2 separate regions of the Triticum aestivum genome follow, and region 2 is linked to region 1. The links are chromatin contacts, called in public Hi-C maps. All regions are on one chromosome and are shown on one strand. Each heading gives the region's core, a stretch centred on a gene start, on an enhancer-like site or on the middle of the called end of the contact. The rest is flanking DNA. Distances are from core to core; before and after follow the strand shown. Region 1 overlaps LOC123088314. Region 2 holds the start of LOC123088315 (acyl-CoA-binding domain-containing protein 1).

Evidence for each region. Hi-C and Micro-C count contacts between places; a contact is called where the count stands out from the background.
Region 2: a contact with region 1 is called in a Hi-C map of leaf, with 2.2 times the contacts expected there. The contact joins the promoter of LOC123088315 here to the enhancer-like site in region 1. A contact is called at or near these places in 2 of 5 Hi-C or Micro-C datasets (both in leaf).

The regions. Positions count from the first base shown.
Region 1 is chr4A:717,779,303-717,784,807 of IWGSC CS RefSeq v2.1, forward strand. It overlaps LOC123088314, which reads right to left. Exons shown (of 7, transcript XM_044510507.1): 4 at 5,275-5,409. Among protein-coding and RNA genes, the nearest start is that of LOC123088314, 5.9 kb to the right of the region's middle. Within about 2 kb of position 2,034, at least 8 of the 8 cell types and tissues checked have an H3K27ac peak or open chromatin away from gene starts, as enhancers often do. A contact at or near this core is called in leaf, where this site is marked.
Region 2 is chr4A:717,819,015-717,824,519 of IWGSC CS RefSeq v2.1, forward strand. LOC123088315 (acyl-CoA-binding domain-containing protein 1) reads right to left here and starts at 3,435. Exons shown (of 4, transcript XM_044510508.1): 1 at 3,244-3,435; 2 at 2,668-2,785; 3 at 2,269-2,331; 4 at 1,898-2,145. The coding sequence starts at 3,255. The coding sequence ends at 2,057.

The sequences.
Region 1 (5,505 bases), core at 784-3,283:
ATTTTCTTTATGATGCCTCTGTTTTCATGTATTTCAGAAAAGTTAACATATGTGACTGCTTGCATGTAGTGAAGATAACAGTTTTATTATCCGGAGGAAGGCCATAATGGGCTTTGCTTCTTCAGATACAATCAAGACACCCACATTCATAGCGTTTTGTGCATATTTTTTTTTCTAGTTACCATATTGATCTGATATTAATACCTAATGAAGTTGGATGCAGTGATGAACTAACTAAAAAATTTATTATCTTGTTTGACAGACCTTAAGAATGTATGTTTCATTCCATTACTGCATTCTTTTTGTGGAAAATTAAGGTGAGCAGCACTGTGTACTGCTTGCAAAATCTCATTTGGGCCTTACTTTTGTCTGCGTGATGACATTAGGAATTAACTGCTTGCTCTGCATATTTGTGTTGTTGGTGCAGCTTACAATCTGTTTGTGCACTCATCATTTTTCCTTGTGTTATCTATACAAGGTTGAACATCATACGTCTTGGGTGACAAAATGGTTGTACAAATTCCGTTGTGCAAGTTAACTCAAACCATGATATGTTTGCAAACACCGCTGCACTTGGACACAGAGCCGGCAACTACAAACTCAATAGATATGGATTGCCCAGGTAAAACCTTTGGCATGGCCGTTTCGTTCTGGCACGATCATTGATGACTGTGGGCAGACTCTCCTTTCGTTATCCTATACTCTACTCTTTCGCCACTGAACAAACCTGCACCGTGGCATCCCAATACGACCAAGGTACTTTGGAGTATTATCTCGTACAGCACAGCAATGACTAGAGGAATTACTACCAAAATTCAGTACTCCCTCCGTTCCTAAATATAAGTCTTTGTAGAGATTTCACTATGGACAACATACAAAGCAAAATGAGTGAATCTACACTCTAGAATGCATCTATATACATCCGTATGTGGTTCATAGTGAAATCTCTACAAAGACTTATATTTAGGAACGGAGGGAGTAGTTTCTTGTGCAGAATATTCGAGGCCTTGATAATAAATAAATAAATAAATAGCTAAAGAGATGTGGACAAAGATCTTTGTGTTGTTCTTGTTAAGAACCTAGCTTCCGTTTTCTGGTTATACCTTTTTTTTTTATGTTTTGAGACCGGGAGATTGTGCATGGATCTGTGTACAGCCGTGTTCCTTGCCAACGTGAAGGTTAATTAATCCCATCTTTGCCGGAGGTCTCATGGAAGATTTGGACTACCGCCACTTGACATGGCTGATCCACTTCGATCCCTCCCATAACCGACGAGGTTTTCAACATGAGGATTATACGACGACTAAAGAGGGTAAACTGATTCATGGCCTTAATGAAAACAATCGCAAAAAAAAAACGAGGAATTTACCTGGTACGAAAATTTGGCTTCCTCACAGCAAACCGATGATGCACGGCGATCACTTGTCAACCACGAGTTGGATCCGACGTCGTGCTTCAGTCATGGCCAGGATCGACGACACCGGATAGATCGATCCACCGGCCCAGCCATACGTCGACACCGGCGGAGCGCTTCGCCGGCCGCGACTTTCGATCCGGCGACGTGCACCGACGACGGCCCAGGATTACATCGACACGTCCGGCGGTGTGCTGTGCCTGGACGACGGCGACGTCACACGTCGGATCCAGCGCAGGCATGCGTCGGGTGGCCTGGTCGGCCCGGCGGCGGGCAGGCGCCGCCGACGGGGGTGCCCGGCGGCGAGGTTTGGTAGAGCCATGGGCAGAGGAGGAAACGGAGAAAGGATAGGAGAGCCTCGCGGCTTGCGTGCGCATCTGGCGTGCGTGACCTCCGTGGAGATAGCCTGTTTTGTTTTGTGTGGCGTCTGTTATCAGCACGGAGTAGGAAACAACTTGTTTGCGCAGCTGGCTCGCGCCTGCCTGATCGTTCCGGCCGGAATTCATTAACTTTCGTATTAAATGCCTGGTACCGAGGCCAGATCTGGGCGGACGGCCAGAAAAGTCGCACCCGTGCCCGACACGGCCCACGAGTTTTGGTCCCTTTCGGTGCCATGATACAGACCCCGCGCCCCACCTGCCTTTGTTTATCACACCGGGACGGACGGCAGAAGAATCCTATGCGCTGCGTGCATGCCATGCCATTGCGATGCTAAACAAAATACTCCCTAGATTTCATAATATAAGAACGTTTTTGACACAAATGAGACAAGGGACCTGAGCATCTACGGCCGCAGGTCCGGCCCTACAAACGTCCGCGAACCATGACCGGTCACTCTTCATTTGCCACTTGGAACATCCACGAATCATGACCCTCATTTTTGTTGTCTCTGTAAACGTCTCATGTATATCCATGCAACTCATGCAATGTACTCCCTCCATTTCTACAAAGACTTGTATTTAAGAACAGAGAGTAAAACATAAAAATACGTAGATCAACACATTTAGCAACAAACGTACATAATTCGGGCATCAATCACGCAGTACCAGTCATAGGTAGGACAACCAACAGAACAAGTGTTCATCGCCGGACAATACTAACTAAACATTAAAAAAACACAGAAAAAACGAAGAGACGAAGAAGGGCGGAGGAAACCGCCATCTCCTCGTCGTCCACTTCCCCTTGTGGTTGACGGTGCAATTGTACCTCTTTGTGTAGGCGTCGACGGCCGGAGGTGCGTCATTGTCGAAGCTGGAGCCGTCTGTGAGGTCTGGGTCCTCGTCGAAGGAGAGGTTGCCGGTCATTCTTCGAATCATGCTGTCCCGGGCCTCGGCCAGACAAGCCGCCTGAGCCATAGCCTCGCGTTTCGATCGCCCGATGGCGAGCCGGCGTGTTTGGCGTTTTTGTGGCGGAGCCACCTCGCATCCGTCTCTGACATTGTGAGGGAGAGCCGAAGGACCGTCGCGAGGATCTGGTCCTCCAAATCCACCAGTGTGCGCCCAATGCCTCCCTGCTGCTGCCCTTTCCCTCGCCCGTTACCGCTCACTGCGTGTGACTCACACCTCTAATTTGGGCGTCAATGTCCTTGTCGGCGCCGGCGCACGCAGGAGGACCCAGTGATGCCATTGGGAGTTGGTACAACATACGGAGAGGGACGCAGGGGCGGCGCACCTGGAGGGGCGCAGAGCAGCCGAAACTATGCGAAGAACACAAGGGGCCGGCGACGTTGCTTGCACAGGGTTGTCGGGCGATGGGGGACGGCGTGGAACCAGAGCTTACGCTGTCGCCCCGGTCCAACCACGACCAATGCGATGCGACGCGGAGGGCAAGCTCCTCCACGTCATCGGGCTTCGCGTCCCGCAGCATGAACAACAGTCCACGAGGTCCTAGCCGTCAGATCCGCAACCAAACCGTGTGCGGCCACGGGATCCTACACATACCCGCCCCAGATTTGGGCTGCGTTTGTAGGTTGCCGGTCAGCCCAAACGTGAGCCGCCGGTTTGGCAAGCCAGCGACCGGCCGTCCGTCTGGACAGTTTGGGGAGCCCGGCAGCAGCAGCGGTCCACACCCCGCGCTGTAGCACCGCTCCCTCCCTCCTCACCCCGCGCTGGACCGGCAGCACCACCGCAGATGGATTTAACCGACTGCTCGGCCACCAAGGGCTCCACCCCAGGCGACAACGGTAATACAGTATTCTCAGAAGGTAACCCCCAAATCGCCCCCATCTACAGTATGTTCTACTACTAATATATGTATGCTCAAGTTTGTCTCCCTGAATTTCCTCCGAAATCTGAAGGCAAGTGGGTGATCTAGTCGTTCCAGCAGGCCCCTGTTTTCAGTTCAACATGATGGTCAGTCAATGAATGGAATTGGTTCTCATATTGACAGTTCTGTGTCTCCCACTCTCGACATACTATACTTTTTTAGTTTAGTTTCATTGAGGCCAGCAAACTGAGACATGGAAAGACGTGCTCATCTAACTGAGGATGTCTGACTCTCGTAGAGTACCATTCTGAATTTGTACACCAGCAGTTTGGCAAGGATCAACAACCAAGCTTGTCCCACTTGGATGTTCAGTTCAGGAAGCCCGGCCAGATGCTCTGTAGGACTCGACGCGGTCCCCCAGGGTCTCTTCTCTACAGGCCTCAAGGCAGGTCCACCCTAGCTTCTCAAGTTTCTCTCAACTATAAACAAGGTTTTCTTCCACCTCCGTATCCATGTGCTCCCTCTGTAAAGAAATATAAGGCCATTATATTTCTTTACAGGAGTAATTTGGAGAGAAAATTAAGTTTCATCCAAGTTAAGCACGGAAAAGCAGGGGTGAAGGACACGCATCGAGCAGCATTTGGAGATATGGTGAAGTAACATTGGCTCATTTAAAATTTTACACTTCATGTCACAAACTACATGCTCACTGGTATGGATACATGCAAAGTGTTACAATTCTAGGAATGTGAATCTCTATTAGGCCTTGGTCAATTTGTCAGCCCACCATTCAAACTTGGATTCTACAACTAGTAATATCATAAAAGGCAAATGGACGCTGAATTCTAGTATGTTTTCAAGTGAACTGAAGGTTATTCATCCTTCCTTTTTAGGCAATGCCAACTAGTTCATACATTTTGTTTATGCCATATGTAAAATGTGGACGACACATCCTCAAAAAAGAAAATGTGAACAGCAAATTTGTGATGCGTGCGCTATTTTAAGGCAGTTGTTGGAGCAGTTGTGCCTATTATATGGCTGCTGTTGGACACGCCACTTTTTCGTGCCCAAAAAAAAGCAAGTTTTGGTGCCCAAATTTTGTACTCCAACCACTTTTGGTGACCTAAAATAGGGCTGCTATTAGAGATGCTCTCAGTTCAACAGAGTGGCTTACTGCAATATATCGTGTGTGCCTCTACTGCGCGTTGAAATTAGTAAATAATTAGCTCGGAGTGCTGGGATGACAAGGGATATCTGATTTACATGCCCTACCTGCACCATGTGCTCTCTTTGGGCAAGCAATGCAGCCTCATAATAGATCGCTTCCATAATGACCACCAAGAAAATCATCTTTGCCCATCACGATACTCGTCTTCAGCTAATGTCATCTTCGTTGTGTGCATCTGTACCGAAAACCACATTACAACCCTATTTCAACTGCTAAACATTGTGTTTGTCCACTAACATTTTCTAGGAAGCTTGTATCATCTTCTACAGTGTGTTGCAGAACAGAACATCTAAGCTTTTGCAATAAATTTGCAGAAACACTTCATGAACCAATAAATGAGTATAGCTCAGATGACAAACTTAGACAAACTTAAACCATTAATAAAAAGAAAGAAATCAGTAGGATTTACGGATTATAATAAGCTCACCTGAGGATTTGAAGGATAAGTGGGATAGAGGCTGCTACTTTGTGAACTGATTGAAGACGGTAAGAATTTGGCACAGGCGATGTTGCCATAACAGCAGTGTAAACGGCCTATGTGATGGGCAATATAATAGGGTTTCTGAAACGTGACAGAAATCATAATGAGACTCCATCTTACTAGAAATTCAGTAAGCATTTCTGGTAAACTCCATCAATGACGGTAGTCCAGACTGCA
Region 2 (5,505 bases), core at 2,185-4,684, 41 kb after region 1:
AAGCCCGAATAAGCTAGATGTTTGGTTCCGGGTCCTAACTTAACTGCTTAAGGTTACTTAACTGACAGGCCAAGGCTTAAAATGGGCCAAACATACCCCATTATAATCTAGTGACAGCAGGCATGCCATGTAGGCAACCTGAAGCTTACTAGTTGTATTGTCTAGTCTTTGTTTTCCAACTTTTTGGCGATATCATGTTTTCTACATTTCTCTTTTGAAATGAACTGTGATGGTTATTTTGGTACAGTAATTGCTGAGGGTGCAATGTACTTTTGTGCGCCAATTTAACTAGAAGTGCTATCTTGTACCGATGCAAAGCTTGCACCACCAAGTAGATTGAGGAGGTGTTTGGTTCGCGCTACTGTAACGTAATCTGATTACAGCGTTACCAGGTCCCACTAAATCGTGTTTGTTTCCCCTGCTCCGTAATAATCCGATAACATGGTATCAAATCCCAGCCTAATACAAAACCAATACCGCTGAAAATATGCTGACACCACGCCGTCATGGCTGAAACTTGGTCGGATGAGTAGATCGACGACGACGTGGTCGCAGCCTCGAACGGGTACGTGACTGTAGCTCCGGACATGGTCTTGTCCAGCCGACGGGGGCATCGGCGCTAGCTTGTCGCTCCTCAGTGTGCCTGCGGCAGGTCGGCAGAAGCGGCGCCGGCTCACTCACGCTCTTACCGTCCGGGCCATTGTACTCCGCCGCCATATCCAGTGGTGGCCCGACACTGCGGTTCCCGGCCTGCCTATCCATGTTCGCAGTCGTGAATTCTTGAGCAATCCCGGTATTGGTTGACGTCACAGTAGGTAACCAAACAAATTTAAAGTTTTCTCCATTCCGTTCACATTAACACTGTAAACTCATTAGGTTTAACACCTCCTGAGTTCACTTCCATATTATGGGGTGCCCCCCCCCCCCCCCCAACCCCCCAAAGCAATTGTGGTTCAGTACATGTATCTTAAAATCATCATTTGCATCATGTAATTTGTGGCACCCCTAGCAGCAGTACACCTTGAAGCATTGAAAAAGGCCTAAGAAGTTGCTTTTGTCTCTAACATAGCAATTAAGTTTCTCCCCAGACACCTTGGTTCTTGAGCCATATGATTAAACAACCCAGGTTGTTGCTCGAGGCAAGCCCAGGCATTCAAAATCATTTGGCTAGACCAGGCTATCAAGTTGTCTCATTTACGCGAATCAATCTATGGTGAGATGGTTAGGATGACAGTAGTATCCTCGATCCACTAGGGTTCAAGTTCTAGACTTAACGTTGGTGCTCGCATTTTCTTGGATGAACGTTGCTATACAAACGATAGAATTGCGGCTGGTTTACAGCCGACAAGCTGCGGCAACCATCGGATTCAGTCGGGCAACACTTGTGCCCTGCTCGATAAGAGCGTCGTGTGCATATCGGTCAGGGGAACACTTGTGCCCTGCTCGATAAGGCTTGTCAATGTAGGCATTGTATATGAGACAACTCTGAAGGGTGTTTTAGTGCCTACATCAACAGCATATACAATGCCGTAGAGGCAGAGGACAAGGAATTCGCCGGGGAGCACTTACCCTGGTGAACTCGCCAGAGGAAGCGCGAGCGTACAGCACTGAATTCAGAAGAATTTATCATAGTACTTAAATCTCACGCAAAATAGCAGCGCTATATCTGCTCAGGATCCTCGCGGCTTCGCTATGTCCGCCGCCGCGAAAACCATTCACAAAACCCTCTAAATTGCTCAAAAATCAGCAAAAACCTTCAGAAAATCATCTCTGCCGCCAGAGAAATTTCAGCTATTGCCGCGATTGCCCGCTATAGCTGCTGGGAGAGGCCACCGCGACATCGTTTCTCCCGTGATTCCCCAAAGAAAAACCATCTTATAACAAGACAAGACATACATGAATCAATCATGGCGTAAACTCAAATATCACAGGCGGGGCTTGTTCAACGTAATTACACCCAATACGACGATAAGCTTAGACAGATAGCACTTCAAATTTATTTGTGTTTATTGGCACATATGTCTGCACCACCATGGATAAAAGTAGGTTCTGTGGCCTAGGAAGAAGCGGATGCGGCGGCAGCCTCCTCGAGCAGCTGCTTCACCTTGGTGATGTAGTCCGCCATCGCCTCCTCCTTGGATTTCGCTGCAACCAAAGTTGTTTTGCCAGAGTTCACACAGGCGCAAGTTTGGCGACAAACAAATTTGAAATAAAACCACGGCACTTATTTTGGATCGGAGGGAGTGGAGGGAACCATGAACTTGTTACCTTCGACGGACTTCCAGGCGTCCCACTTGGCCTTGCCCTTAAGGTCGAACATTCCGGGGCGGGCTGCACGATGAGACCAGAGCCCGCCGTTAGCTAATATTTTTCTTCAATCAACGATGAAATTCCAATACAATTCTTGCCAAGCATCCCATTTGTGATTATAATACGATTAAGAAAAAGATGCTCCCTTCAGATGCAGATCTAGACTAATGCCCACATGGGGCTGCACTAGCTGAATCTCTTGAGTTCATGATTAAGCGCGCACAATCAAACAGAGCCACCCTAAGCAGGGCAAAACAACTAGGCAATTCGACAGTAAACAGCTGACCTGACAATTCACTTGCTAGTAACGGCGATAATGATGAGAAGAATAAGGTGTGTTTGTGTGTGTGGGCGTGCCTGTGTTGACGGGCCCGACGGTGGCCTGCTTGTAGAGGCTGTAGAGGCAGAGCATGCTCTCGTTGGTGGTGGTGTCGGGCAGCGTCTTGGCCTTCTCCGCGTACTCCTCAAACTCCTCCTGCACAACATCAACAGGCAAGCACAGCATATACACTAATCAGCAACTGACAACTGGTTTTACTACCGACAAGTGTTACAATCGAGCTCATCGGCCAATTCAACAGTAGATTCAGACAGCACCAAACCCTGAACTGAACTTGCAGGTAAACTAAAATTTCCTCACTCTATTTATTTTATGTACTAATCTGAAGACAACGGCGCAGAGATCCGCAAAACATCTGATCTGAAGCGGGCGAGTCGGACAGCAAAGCTGGACTGAAAATCAAACGCCTAGGACAGAATCAATATTCGCTCCTAAATCCTGCAGCGGCGGCTCGCGGGTAGATCCGCTCGGCGGCGGCGAGATTCGCTCGCCGGAACCTGCCCGGGGCTCCGGCCAGGGCATGGATCGCGGCGAGGAGGGAGAGAACACGAGATCGAGAGGGGGGGAGGGGGGTTGCTTGGGTGGAAGCTTACCTGCAGACCCATGTCGATCGGCTCGTCGGCTGCTCCGCTCTCCTCGGCTTCGATACGTTCGAGGCGATAAGAACGATCGATTCGATGCGAGGCTAGTGGTATCGACGAGCAGCACAAGGGCGGGCCGTCGTTTATATGGGCGATGCGAGCTGCAGGGGACTCGTGCTCGCGCCCGATACGTGTCGGGGGCGATCTCGGCCGTCCGATCCGGCTCGTGGACGGCGCGGAGACGTGCCGATAACTTCTTTTCTAACTTGTCGAGTACGACTACATAGGAGTACATAGTTTAACACTTTTCTTGTGGCAAACGTTGCGTTATTTTTTATTTTATTCTTTGCAAAAAACTTCCTATCTCGTCTTCAATCGTGGCAGTACAACAAACAACAGAGGTAATAATTTTTCCAAAAATCAACAGAGGTAATGAAATTTACAACCATGTCCGTGGACCACCTAGCGACGACTACGAGCACTGGAGTGAGCCGAAGGCACGACGCCGTCATCGCCCCTCTCTAATCAGAGCCGGGCAAAACCTTGTTGTAGTACTACACGACGAGGAGTACATTCGTTTTGTGTGGCTCTTTTTTTAAGGTATTTTTTCTCTCTTTTCATGTCAGACCTTCTTGCATCGATCTAAGAGCATCTCTGGCCGCGTCCCCAACAGGCCCCCACTAGGCGTTTTTTGGCGCCGGCGACCCAAAATCGGCCCAGTCACGTCCCAGGAGCCCGTTTTTCGCTAGTTGGGCCGAAAATTGGCGCCGACGGACCCAGGCCGAACCAGGCGCGCTGGGGGCGCCGGGGGACGCGTTTTTGGCGGGAACGGGGATCGGCCCGCCGAGTCAGTGAGACGCGCTTCATCGTCCTCATCGCCTCAGTTCCCGCGGGAATCAATGCCAAGGCTGCCGCGCTACCACCGGTCAGCCTCTATTGATGCCTCACGGGCGGCGCAATGAAGGCGCCACCGACGCGCGTCCCGCCCGCTCCCGCCACGCGTCGCCCGACATGCAGGCTCTCGCCGCCCGCTGCGGCTATAAAAGCCGATCTTCCCGCCGGGTAGCTGCCACACATCGCCTGTAGAGAAGTTACCGTACGAGAGGACCGAGGAGGAAAACAATAAGATCGTGCAGGCCCACGTGAAGGAGTTCTTTGAAGGGGTGAAAGCAAAGAGACATCCACCTCCGGAGGAGAAGGTAGATCCGGTGAAAGCAAAGCGCACTCTCGATGCCCTGAGGAAACCACCAAAGTCTCCGCCGAGAACCAACTATGAGCGCATTACTGAACAGACATATCTCCAAGCCAAGCGGTCGGGAACTACTGTCAGTGATAAAAGGTCAAAAGAACAACGAGCAAAGGGGAAAAAATCGCCCAGCTCGGCGAACAAGCACAGCAATCGTGCCCCCCGCTCAATGTGTCTAATCCTCCGGAGGCGGTGGCCGGTTATGGCAATCTTGAAGATTACCTGCCTGACGATGCACTTCCTGATTTCATGGAGGTGGACGTATTCAGATACGAGTACGGGAAGCCTCTCGTCAAAGATGAAAAATCTCTGACAACAATGATGCGAAGATTCCATAGTTGGTACATGAAAACCTGCAGAGAGTCTGAGGGGACGAACAGTTTGTATCTGAACATTAAAGAGGAGCACGACCTCGTTACAAATGATCTGTTGTGTGTTCCATTTGAGGAGTTCTTCGAGTTCTTCAATCAAAAGGCCCTCAATAAATTAATGGTCTTTTGCTACTGCCTGTAAGTACTATTTCTGTCATTAAGTCTCTATATATAGCTCGGCTCTTTCATTGCATGTATTTATAATTAATTATCCTCAATATATTATGCAAATTGAAGATCGTCGAGTGCAAAAAAAATGAAATCTATGATATTGGGTTCATTAACACAAATATCATAGATGTATTTCTGGTTAAAAAGCACGTCGAAGAGGTCGAGGACAACTTGCTACAATCGTTGATCAAAAATCAAAACAAAGATACCATACTCTTTCCTTACAACGGCCCGTGAGTGTTACTGTCGTGTGCATATTCGGTTTCCCTTATTACTCGAGCGAGAGGTTAATGTAACTGATGAGTTATGCATGCGTGTGCAGGTACCACTATATTCTTCTAGAGATTAAGCTTGAGCGTGGACTAGTAACCGTCTTAGACTCCAGACGGAAAGATCCCAGCACCTATGCGGACATGACTGAAATGCTCAGCAAGTAAGTTCAATCGATCATTATCGCACCATATCGGCAACTTTTTGTTCATTTCC